Linked DNA regions of Mus musculus: all the other regions are linked to region 2. A link is a contact called in public Hi-C and HiChIP or PLAC-seq data. All regions are on one chromosome and are shown on one strand. Each heading gives the region's core, a stretch centred on a gene start, on an enhancer-like site or on the middle of the called end of the contact. The rest is flanking DNA. Distances are from core to core; before and after follow the strand shown. Region 1 overlaps Vps54 (VPS54 GARP complex subunit). Region 2 overlaps Gm32213 (a long non-coding RNA gene). Region 3 has its middle 15 kb from the start of Vps54.

Region 1 (3,719 bases), core at 973-3,472, 440 kb after region 2:
CAAAGAAGGAATAAAGTATATACATTTCTTTGGGTTTTTCCTGAGGTATCTATTCACTAGAGACAAGTGGGCCTTTAATTGTGGGTTAATTCTAGTAACTACTGTAGTACTGCTAGGAGTCTCCCATTTTCATTTTGAATATTATTTAGTTTTAATTTTAAAATTATAAATGATAATAATTTTTGTTCTTGAAACTATCAGTTATTTTGTAAGACATTTAAAATACACAAGTATGACTGTCAGAGTTCAGATCCCACTTAAATCAGTAAATTCCAGGCAGGCTAGGTAGTCTACCTGAGAAGCCACATATGGGGGTCCCCAAACAAGCTAGCTATGGAGCCGTGCCGCACCAGTGACCTCTGGGTTTGACTGAAAGACCTTGCCTCAGTGAATAAGATGAAAGAGCTTTGGATGATGATTCCTGACAGCAACCTTGGACTTCCGTTTTCTCACATACAAGTCTACCGTTACACATATGTGCCAACATACATAGAACACACATGAAAGAGGAAAAAGACAACTTTAATTTTTTTTGAATGGTTTACTTATTTTTCCTTTTTATGCATTGATTGGTGGATTGTCTGCATATATGTCTGTGTGAAGGTGTTGGATCCCCTAGAGCTGGAGTTAGACGGTTCTGAATCGCCAGGTGGGTGCTGAGAGTTAAACCCGGGTCCTCTGGAAAAACATCAGATGCTTTTAACTGACAACTTAAATTTCTGGTATTACAATTATTTATAATTTATTCTAGCCAACATTACCTCTTGTTATCCTTTTTTTCTTTTATTGAAAATAGATCCCCCCCCCCCCCCCCCGCACATAATATAGCCTGATTACTGTTTCCCTCCCTCTACTCCTCCCAGTTCCTCCCCATCTCCCACTCAGATCCACACTCTTTCTGTCTCCATTAGAAAGCAAGCTTCTGAGGGAGAGTAGTAGTAATAATGTGATAAATTATAAAATAAAGAATAGTAGTAATAAAACCCAACACATTGGAATAGAACAAAACAAACAGAAAGAAAAGAGCCCAAGAGAGGGCACAGGATACAGAGACCTGCTCATTCTCACACTCAGGAAGCCATATGTATGCAGAGGGCCTGGTATAGACCTGTGCAGGCCCTGTGTGCTGTGTCCATCTCTGGGAATTCATATGAGCTCTGATGATGTTGATTTAGAGGGCCTAGTTTTCTTGGGTGGGGTATGCTAATTCATAGCCCTAGTTTTGGTTCTGAGAGGTACGTGAACTGCTCAGCACACTCTGCTAACAGGGCCAGCGCTATCCAGCTGTCCAGGTAAGGTACAGGGCCTACTCTCCCAAGTGTTGTAGCTGGTGAGAGGGAGGGACATGGCCAGTTCTCCCACTCTGATGATCCTGGAGTCAGCTCTCCTGCCTCCTGTAGATGGTGTGGGACGAGGAAGGGGAGGGAGGTGTGTCTACCTCCTCTCCCCTGCCCAGCAGACAAGTGGGAGGAGGGCTCTCTGGCCCTCATGCCCTCAGGGCCAGCACTACTCTGCTGCTTAGGTGAAGTACAGGGCCTTTTCTCCTGAGTGCTGCAGTAGGTGAGGGGCCAGGCTAATTCTACTGCTCTGATGACTTGGGCAGGCTCTCCTGCTTGTCATTGGTGGTGATAAGGGGTGAGGAAGTGGATCCCCCCCCCCCCCCTCTCTTCATCACATGGCAGACAAGTTGTGAGGCCAATTGTTCCATGTTCACACCCTTGGGGCTGGCCCACGAGCACTCCTGCCATCAGGGTCAGCTTTACTGTGCTGCCCAGGTAATGTGCAGGGCCTGCTCTCCAGACTGCTGCAGTAGGTGAGAGGAAGGGCCAGCTCTCCTGCTCTCATGATTCCACTGGGGCCAGTTCTCCCACCTGCCTACCACTGCTGGTGGGAAGAACAAAAAGGAATGGAGGGGGGTTGCTTCCTTGCCCATGCCACTACATAGCAGCCAAGAGGCAAGGCTGGCTCTCCTACTCTCTTTAGTTCTCAGGGTTAGCTCATCTACAACGCCCACATCCAGGGCCAGCTGTACTGTGCTGCCCAGGTGCAGGGCCTGCTCTCCTGATTGTTGCAGTAGTTGAGGGCCAGCTTTCCTGTTCTGATGCCCTTGGCTAGCTCTTGCCTTCTGTAGGTGGCAAAGTGAGGTGGGATGGGAGTGCTCTCTTTCATGCCTATGTTACCCATGGAAGACAAGGGCAGGATCAGCTCTCCCATGCTTATGCCCTTGGGGTCCATACCCTATGGGCTGGCTCCCCTGTGCCTTCACCACCAAGGTCAGCTCTACTGTGCTGCCTAGGTGCAGGGTCTAATCCCCCAAATGCTGTAGCTGGTGAGGGACAGGGTCAGCTCTCTGCTCTCATGACCCCAGGGCCAGGTCTCCCACCTGCTGCAGGTGGTGAGTGGTGTGTATGGGGTGTTTCTCCCTCATCCATGCTACTGTATGGGAGATGAGTAGTAGGGCCAGTTCTCCCAACTCTCACATCCCTGGGATCTGGCTCTCCTGCAAGTCCTGCAGTCTGTAGGGCCCATTCTTCTGAGTACTGCAGCTGGCTAGGGGTGGGGTTCGCTTTCCCATAATGTCCAGGTGAGGGGTGGGGCCATTTCTGCACAGCTCTCAGACATGAACATGTCCTTAGGTGGCAGCCCAGACCAGGGACATTCATCTGGCCTGTGGTGGTTAACAGACCTCTGGTGTTGCAGGGCCACAGACCCAAACATGGCCCCAGGTGACAGCACAGGCCAGGACCTCACCATGGTCCCAGGTAGAATCACTAGCTACATACATCAGGCTGTTCCTCACTACCCTTGAGTCTCCAGTTCTGCCTCTCTTCATTGTACCCACATCCTTTGTTTCTCTTTCATGTCTCTATTCTTTGTTTCTCTTAGTGGTGCCTGGGGTCTCTGAGAGTCTGGCATCATCTCAGGAGTGTTCTCAGGAGTGCTATGCTGCCACTAGTGCATTATGGTGCTGGGCAGGGGTCCTCTTGGGCATGATCTGCCTCCTGAGGCTTTCGTGGTACCCAGCTGGTGGTTATCTTAGGCTAGCTCCCTGTCCAGGCCCCGTGATGCCCCATTTGGTGTGTTCCTTGCTCAGTACACCAGAGTGGTTCCATGCTAGTATCCTTACCTCAGGCTCTCTCCTTTGGGGTCCTTAGTCCCAGGTGAGGTTCTTCTAATCTCTGGCTTGCTCCCAGTGTTGGGAGCTGTTGGGCCTTCGTGGTGCTGTGCTGGTGGTCCTTTCAGACTACTCCCTGACTGAATCTTCTGATGCTGGACTGGTGGTTCTCTCAGGCTCGCTGTTTTCAGGGAATGTTAGGAAATGATGAACATCATCCAGATGTTCCTAAGTCAGAACACTGAGATTAGACATCGCCTTTCTCTCCTCTCTGCCACCCACTGACTCACATGGAACACAGTACCCACACCTGCAGCACTTTTAAGAGCAGGTTCAGAACACATTTCTTGTTGAAAGTAGTAGAATGTTTGCTTATCGAAGCTTTTTGGAGTGGAGTGATTTCTTCTTTGCTAAGAAGAATACAATATCCAGGTGGTGGTGGTGTACACCTTTTATCCCAGGAGTTGGGAGGCAGAGGCAGGCAGATCTTTGTGAATTAGAGGACATCCTGGTCCACAGAGTGAGTTCTAGAACAGCTAACACTACACAGAGAGACTCTGTCTTGAAAAATAAAAAATACATACATCACACTGATGCAAATGTG
Region 2 (3,530 bases), core at 388-2,887:
TTCTGACCTGCTTGAGTTCCAGTCCTGACTTCCTTCAGTGATGAAACAGCAATGTGGAAGATGTAAGCTGAATAAACCCTTTCCTCCCCAACTGCTTCGTGGTCATGATGTTTTGTCCAGGAATAGAAACCCTGACTAAGACAACTTGTGACATACAATTACTGAATTTTCAAAGATAGCACAATTTATACAATACTTATCTATCTATCTATCTATCTATCTATCTATCTATCTATCTATCTATCTGAGACAGGTATGTAGCTCCAGTTGGCCTCAAGTTTATGATCCTTGGCACCCTAGTGCTAGGACTACAATTGTGAGCAAGGCCATCATGCTTTGTGGCTAGTCCTGCTTTTCATTAACAGCGATAGGACAGTGGAGGGTGGGGTATTGGTTGTCAGATTTTCACAGTCTCTCATCTCTTTCCATTATTTTGCTTATTGTACAATTTTATGTAATACTACCTGCCCATATTTGTATCATTTACCTTTTGATCTGTAAACTTGTGGAGAGCTTTTGGTGCTGCTTATAGAAATTTAGCAAGTACTTGTCACTGGGATCGAGGAGGAAGTAGGATTAGATAAGAGTATTTGCATTTGGGCTAATGCAAGGATCAAGGTAAACACTGCTGGCTATTTGGGCTGTATGGCCTTGAATGGAGGAAGTATACCACTGTTGGTGGGCTTTTCAGGCTTCAGCCAATCCCAGCCGGCTCTCTGATTCCCGTTTGTGGTTTGAGACGTGAGCTCTCAGCTGCTGCACTGCTACCTCCATTCTGCCATCTTGGACCCTAACCCTTTGGAACTGTCAGCCTAGTGAAACTCTTCTTTGATAACTTGCCTTAGTGTTTTACCATAGCAATAGAACAGAAACTGATACCAAGAGAAAGGGATTAAAGTCCAGGAAGTTCTTTACAGGAACTTTGTTTTTATTGTCTTAGAACAATAAAATTCAGCAGTGGGCTGGAGAGATGTCTCAGAGGTTAGGAGCACTGACTGCTCTTCCAGAGGTGCTGAGTTTGATTCCCAGAAACCACATGGTAGCTCACAACTATCTGTAATGGGATCCGATGCCCTCTTTTGCTGTGTCTGACAGCTACAGTGTAGTCATATAAATAAATCTTTAAAAAGAAAAAAAGTTCAGCAGTGTTACAGAATGCCCGAAAGGTCCTGTGACGCTCAGGATTGTTTAGTACCCCGGAGCTTTTTGGCCATCTAATATTACTGAATCAGTGAGCTTTGGGTTCAGTGTGCCACCCTGTCTAAACAAACAAACAAGCAAGCAAACAAGCAAACAAGCAAACAAACAAATAAACAAACAAAAAACAAAGGTGGAGAACGATAGAGGAGAACATGTCTGGCTTCCATATGCTGGACACATGTGCATATGTACCCACCTATACATACACACAAATGAATACACATATGAACATGTACACACGCGCACAACACACATACACATTAACAAAAAAAAAAAAAAAACCCCAAAAACCAAAAAACAGGCCATGGTCTGGATTTGCCTCTAGGCTGTTACTTACCAATCCCCATATTTTTGGTTAAATGCTACCAGGATAGAGGCAATTAAAACAGAAACCAAGGAAGTGGTCTATGAACCGATGTCAAGGGTTACTACATAGGTCCTAACCCCACCCTACTTCCTCTTCCACATGTCAGTAGACTAATTTACTGGCTTTTCTATGCTTAGGTGGTACCATGGGCCAAGTCTTCAGAGTGGAAGATGGGCAGGTCTGGCCCCTTAGAAACTCGCTGAAAGGTCTTCAGTGTTTTCACATGCTCAATGTTTATCTGATGGCGGGGGTGGGGGGGTGGGGGGGAGGGAAATGATTGTCAGCTTTGTTAAGATCTAGGTTGGCTGGGGAAAGGGGGCCCTGGCCTGCCTGTGGAGAATTAGGTTAAGTGAGGTGGGAAAACCTACTTACTGTAGGTTATTTACCAGGGCTCAGATCCTGGTAAAATAAAAAATGAAGTGGGGCTAAGGGATGGATGGCTTGGTAGTTAAAAACACTGGCTGTTCTCAACGAGGACCTGGGTTCAGTTCCTATCTTTTTTTTTTTTTTTTAAGATTTGCTTGTTTGTTTGTTTAATATATCTGGGTACACTGTACCTGTACAGATGGTTCTGAGCCTTCATGTGATTGTTGGGGGTTGGATTTTAGGACCTCTGCTCGCTTCGGTCAACTTCATTCACTCAGTTCCTGCTTGCTCTTGCCCAAATATTTATTATTATAAGTTAGTACACTGTAGCTGACTTCAGACATAAGAGGGCAGAAGGGGGCATCAAATCTCACTACCAGTGGTTGTGAGTCACCATGTATTTGCTGGGATTTGAACTCAGGACCTTCGGAAGAGCAGTCAGTGCCCTTACCCGCTGAGCCATCTTGTCAGCCCTCAGTTCCTGTCTTAATTCCAGGGGAATCTAACTTCTGACTTCTAACCTCAGAGGCACAGGTACTCACACGATGCGTAGACAGCACATGCAGTCTAAATGCCCAGACACTGAAATAAGCAAGCAAGCATAAGACAGACATGTGGGCTGAGCATGAGCATCCGTTACTCTCTGCTTTTTGGCTGCAGATACAGAGGACACTGGGAGATGAACCTAGGTTCCTTGAAGAGCAGTCAGCGCGTTTAACTGCCGAGTCGCATCCCTAGCCCCTATGATGCCTCTTCCAGCATGGCTTTCTGCTGCCTGCATGGCTTGGGTCCTGGAATCCTGATTAGGGGCAGAGAGGGAATGGAGAAAGGACAGACATACAGACACATGCACAAGGAAGCTGGGGTCCTGTGGGTGTGTGAGGTCTGATAGAGCTACACCTATTAATGTTGGCAACCGGAATATGCAGGGGAGGGCTTAGCCAGGCTCTGTAGAGGGTCTCTGTGAGCTAGTAGTCTCAAGTCTTAATGGCCTTGCCAGTTTCCATGGGTTCAAGGCCTTGGAGTTCCCATGTCAACAATACACATCCACTTGGATCTTCCTCAGCTCCCTACAATGGCTGCAGAGCTGCCTGTTTCTGCCAGAGATGACAGAGAGTTTCACGTTTCAAAAGTATGACTGTGTTTTTAAAACATCTCTTCTGTTGTAGCAAATAGATCTACAGAGTTTGTCAGTTCTTGTCCAGGTGAACCTCTGCCCTGGCATCTTAGCCGCCAGGGTTGTTGGTAGGTACATGGAAGGCTTGTGTGTATGTGTGTGTGGGGTGTTGATCTGAGATGCCTTCTCAGAGCTACAAGCTGCCCTTTGTAGTTCAGATAAGGACCAAGAGAAAGGAATCTTCTCGGCCCTCACAGTATTATTTGATAACCAGAATACTTTTTTACACCACCATACTTCCACTCCCCACCCCACCCCCCCACTTGAGGTCAAGGGCCTTCAGACACAATGGCTGCACCAAGGAGAGTGCAGTGCAGATCTGAAGCCACAGAGAGTGACTGCCTGGCTTTTTCCTAGTAGAGAAGGAGGTGGGTCTGCATCCTGCTTGGTCCAACGCCCTGGATGACCAGGTTTTCTGTG
Region 3 (3,858 bases), core at 141-2,640, 420 kb after region 2:
AGTCCCAGGAGAGCCAGGGCAATACAGAGAAACCCTGCCTCGTAAAAAACACAAAACAACAACAAAAAAGAAACCACCAGAAGAGGCAAGGAAGCACACATGTGTTCAGGGGCTATGGAGAAAGACACATGTTGGCGAACAATGGCAGAGAGGCTGAAAAGACATCCAGTAGCATACACAAACTGGAACTTTCACCTCATTCCAAACGCTTGGGCTTGTTTGTTTTGTTTTGTTTTGTTTTGTTTTGTTTTGTTTTGTTTTGTTTTGTTTTGTTTTGTTTGAACAAGACAGTGGTCTGCTTGCAGCAGATAGACATGAGCACCAATCCTGCTGTATGTGATCTTGGCTAGTCACTTACCTTACTCACTTTAACTCTCCAATCTCTGATTAATCATCTCTTTTTCAGAAGTCTGTTATCAAACTTAAATGAGATTGGGTTATGAGACTCTTGCTCATTTAGATAACATTTATTGGCCTTCCACCGTGTAAGTCCCTGACAGTGAACTTTGTCCTTTAGAAAGATAGAAATTAATGTTCTGCCTTCAAGGAACCCACAAACCAAGGACTGGTGCTTTATACAGTTAGTAAACAAAATGTCAACTCGGCATATGTGAGCTCGGGGCTAGAGGCACTCAGCAACTCACATCCAGGAAGAGGGTGATAAAGAAAGATTACCTCAGAGGTTATGGCCACTGAAACACCAGAAAGGAAACTTTAAAGGTTAGTAGTGTAACTCATTTCCCAATAGTCTGGCTATTGGCAGAAACAAATCTTTGTGGTTTTGGTAAGCGTGGTTACTTTGCATTTGTATAGTGGATTGATTTTGTTTATTTCAAACTCAGAAAAATAGAGATGGGCTAAGGCACAGTACTCTGATTCTCAGCAGACCAAAGGGATGAAAAAGAGAGTCAATCTGCAAAATCACAATCCACAAGAGCAGTAGAAGAGGCAAGCTGGCTAGTTCCCTGAGATGTGGCATGTTATACGGAAAGAGATTAAGATGAGGTAGCACATCTGGGTCCGCCATTATTCCAGACCTTCCTCAGACAGTTGCTGGCTCTCTTTGTTTTCTCCCCTGCAAAGGAGCCATAGCTCTGCCTTGTCTTTGGAGGACTACATCTTTGTCCATTCCCCCTGTGTTCTACCAAGCTTGGTCCACTCAGTTTCACATCCAGAGTTGGATATAATTCAGGCTCAGCCGGTTACAGCCTCACATGGGCTCTTGTTACTGGTCAGAGCTGGAAGCACGAGCCAATCAGAATCAGTGAGAGTCACTGAGCCTGTAAGACAAACATGGCTGCTACTTTTTGAACATAGCCTTCTTCCACTGTGTGAAGTCATGTGACACCCCAGACTAAAGTCTAGACATAATGGAGGACAGGGATCCTCACATGAGATTGCCTCTTGCTTAATCCTTCGTGTTTCTGAACCCTGTGCCTTGGTGAAGTAATGGCCCTCTTCCTGATAACATGAAGCAATACTTTGTTTCTCCTCCTCTTCCTCTTTCTCTTCCTCCTCCTGTTCTTTGCTTAAGCTAGACTTTTTGGGGAAAATGGGAATCAAGTTTAATCAAGAGTTTTAAATGGTTTTCGATCTTGTGACCCACAAAACAATGTTAATGACTGAATATTGAGGCGCGGTCATCAAGCTCAGTGAAGGGGTACATTAGTTTTACAGAATTTTTTTTCTTGATCTTTTCCAAGCATGTTCAAATATCCTCTACATTACAGTTTCCTGCCTTGTGGTTTGGTACCACGTAAGAAGCCATGCTACAAGCTCCTGCAACTTCACCTTCCCTGTGAGGGAAAAAAAATGAAGCTTTGCTCTCTTAAGTTGCTTCCTTCAGGCATTTTATCAGAAATCTGGCACCGAAAAGTGGTGCTAATGTTGTGGGAAACCCGACCAACTGTGTTCTCAAAAAGAAAGAAGAAAGAAAAACTGTGGTTCCGTGATGTAATAGAATGTTTGTCATCACAGCAAATCTCTATTAGTACGAGATATGGTAATTTCCCAGAAAATTCTGAATACCTAAAATGACAATGACTAGAACTAAACTATAATAACCACGAGAGCCAGAGCACTGAGGCATCTTCACTGTTGCCTTGTGGTTTCAGGCCCTGTCTCTCTGGGAGAGCCACTCAGGAAACTTCTGTTGGAAGGTAGTTTTGCTTTTGGTTTCTATGTGGAATACTGCCATCTTCCCACCCACCCCCCCTTTTCTCATCAAAATTCTCCCACTGATCACACAGTTTTAGAAGTCCACAGGAAGCTCAGCAAACCATGTCTGAAAATGAGTCACTGTCCCTTGTGCAAGGGGAGCCACACATCTTCTTGGCCCATGTCCTGCACATTCTGGAGCAAAGGTCTACAGGGATGAGATGCAATTAAGTAACAACCCACTATTTCTAAAAGGCAGAATTCATATGTGACCCATCCTACAAAGAAATCCCTTTAGAAAGGATTATGAAAATGTAATTTCTAAAACAGAAGTAGTAGTAGAAATCAGTCTTGCTTTTGAGACTACTCCACATCTCTGTTCTTCAGTTGCTGCTGTATACTTTAGTTCAGCTCTACCTCCTGCAGAGACAACTTTTCTATTCCCCCTTTTTCATTTCTTTTCTTCTCTCCTTTCCTTCCTTCTCCTCCCCCCTTTTTCTAAAACAAAACAAGAAGCAATCTGTCCATGCTTTGTACTTCTCCAAATAGCATCCCAGCTCACTATAATTAGCCTCCAGTTCCATGACTCCTCAGTGAACTTGTCTGGCTTGGATATAGTGTGGCTCATTTTGATAAATCTAATCAACAGCACATCTTATTTGCCAGAGCTGACAGCTCATAGTTTCCTCAAAATTCTTTACTTCCTTTTTCTATGACACTACAGTCTCTCCTCTTTCCTCTTTTTTTTTTCTGCTTCCTCTTTCTAGCTCCTTTTGATTGACATTACTCCTCCCAGGATTTGCTCTAAAAGCCAGAGGGATGTGAAAGCCATTTGGAATCAAAGAAGCCCTACTGATATAATCATAAAAGCAGACCGTGAAGACAAAGTTATTCCTGCAAGTGTGTTTGCTCATTGGTTTGATGTACGGCTCCTTGTACGGCTCTGTCCCCAGTCTCATATACTCTCCCCTTCTGTTCTTGACTACCTATGCTTACTCCTTTAGGAATCTTGTGCACATCTATCTGTTAAGTTATTAACAACAAGTTATTTTTTTAAATGTATATATTCATTCAGACCTCTATTCTGAGGTCAAGCTCCATGTATCTGACTGCCTTCTTAAACATTTCCATCTAGCTTGTACTGAGACATACCAAAATTGGACATGCCAACTACTAAATATACAGTCTTAAATCTCTCCCCTTTCCAATGTTTCCTATGGAGAATACTCTATTATCTTCCCAGTTATTTGTGTGAGGGACTTAGGATCATCTTTAATGTCTACCTGTTTTTTAGCCCCTTCAACCAATTGTCAAATACTATCAACATTTTGTCTTCAAATGCCTCTTAAAGCTGTTGTTATACACTGGATATTTGTTCTATGTTTACATGTTGAAGCCCTAACTCTCAATGTTTGGAATTGGGGCTTAGGGATGTTCAGATGAAGTCTCAATTGATAAGGCTCCCTTGGAGGAATTCGTGCCTTAGAAGATGAAAAGACTAGAGTTTATGTTCTCTCTACTGTGTTAGGACACAGGGAGAAAGTGGTCATCAATGGGAGGAGTGCTCATTAGAACCTGGCCATGTTAGTACAATACACTTAGAGTCTGAGCTTTCAGAACTGTCAGAAACACATTACAATGTTTAGGCCATCAACACTACAGTTTTAGGACAGGTCAAGCTGACTACACGGCTGCCTATTC

What was found. A called contact is a pair of places that touch in the nucleus more often than the background predicts. HiChIP or PLAC-seq counts read pairs in DNA pulled down with a chosen protein or histone mark.
Region 1: a Hi-C map of CD8 T cells shows a contact between it and region 2, with 1.8 times the contacts expected there. The contact joins two enhancer-like sites. A contact is called at or near these places in 2 of 39 promoter capture datasets (cranial neural crest and embryonic stem cells), 3 of 15 datasets of contacts at CTCF or cohesin (the NIH/3T3 cell line, large pre-B cells and pro-B cells), 5 of 484 Hi-C or Micro-C datasets (CD4 T cells, CD8 T cells, epidermal suprabasal cells and 2 more), 20 of 115 datasets of contacts at active chromatin or transcription factors (the NIH/3T3 cell line, acute myeloid leukemia, bone marrow-derived macrophages and 12 more) and 2 of 9 other capture datasets (embryonic stem cells and liver).
Region 3: a BATF HiChIP or PLAC-seq map of CD8 T cells shows a contact between it and region 2, with 6 read pairs. The contact joins two enhancer-like sites. A contact is called at or near these places in 2 of 39 promoter capture datasets (embryonic stem cells and pre-B cells), 2 of 15 datasets of contacts at CTCF or cohesin (the NIH/3T3 cell line and large pre-B cells), 2 of 484 Hi-C or Micro-C datasets (bone marrow-derived macrophages and epidermal suprabasal cells), 18 of 115 datasets of contacts at active chromatin or transcription factors (CD8 T cells, the NIH/3T3 cell line, bone marrow-derived macrophages and 11 more) and 2 of 9 other capture datasets (embryonic stem cells and liver).

The regions. Positions count from the first base shown.
Region 1 is chr11:21,246,114-21,249,832 of GRCm38.p6, forward strand. The region is part of intron 1 of Vps54 (VPS54 GARP complex subunit); the gene reads left to right. It also overlaps the pseudogene Gm23582. Among named protein-coding and RNA genes, the nearest start is that of Vps54, 8.9 kb to the left of the region's middle. Within about 2 kb of position 2,223, at least 48 of the 459 cell types and tissues checked have an H3K27ac peak or open chromatin away from gene starts, as enhancers often do. A contact at or near this core is called in CD8 T cells, where this site is marked.
Region 2 is chr11:20,805,229-20,808,758 of GRCm38.p6, forward strand. The region is part of intron 1 of Gm32213 (a long non-coding RNA gene); the gene reads left to right. Among named protein-coding and RNA genes, the nearest start is that of Gm32213, 12 kb to the left of the region's middle. Within about 2 kb of position 1,638, at least 30 of the 459 cell types and tissues checked have an H3K27ac peak or open chromatin away from gene starts, as enhancers often do. A contact at or near this core is called in CD8 T cells, where this site is marked.
Region 3 is chr11:21,222,366-21,226,223 of GRCm38.p6, forward strand. No RefSeq gene overlaps it. Among named protein-coding and RNA genes, the nearest start is that of Vps54, 15 kb to the right of the region's middle. Within about 2 kb of position 1,391, at least 104 of the 459 cell types and tissues checked have an H3K27ac peak or open chromatin away from gene starts, as enhancers often do. A contact at or near this core is called in CD8 T cells, where this site is marked.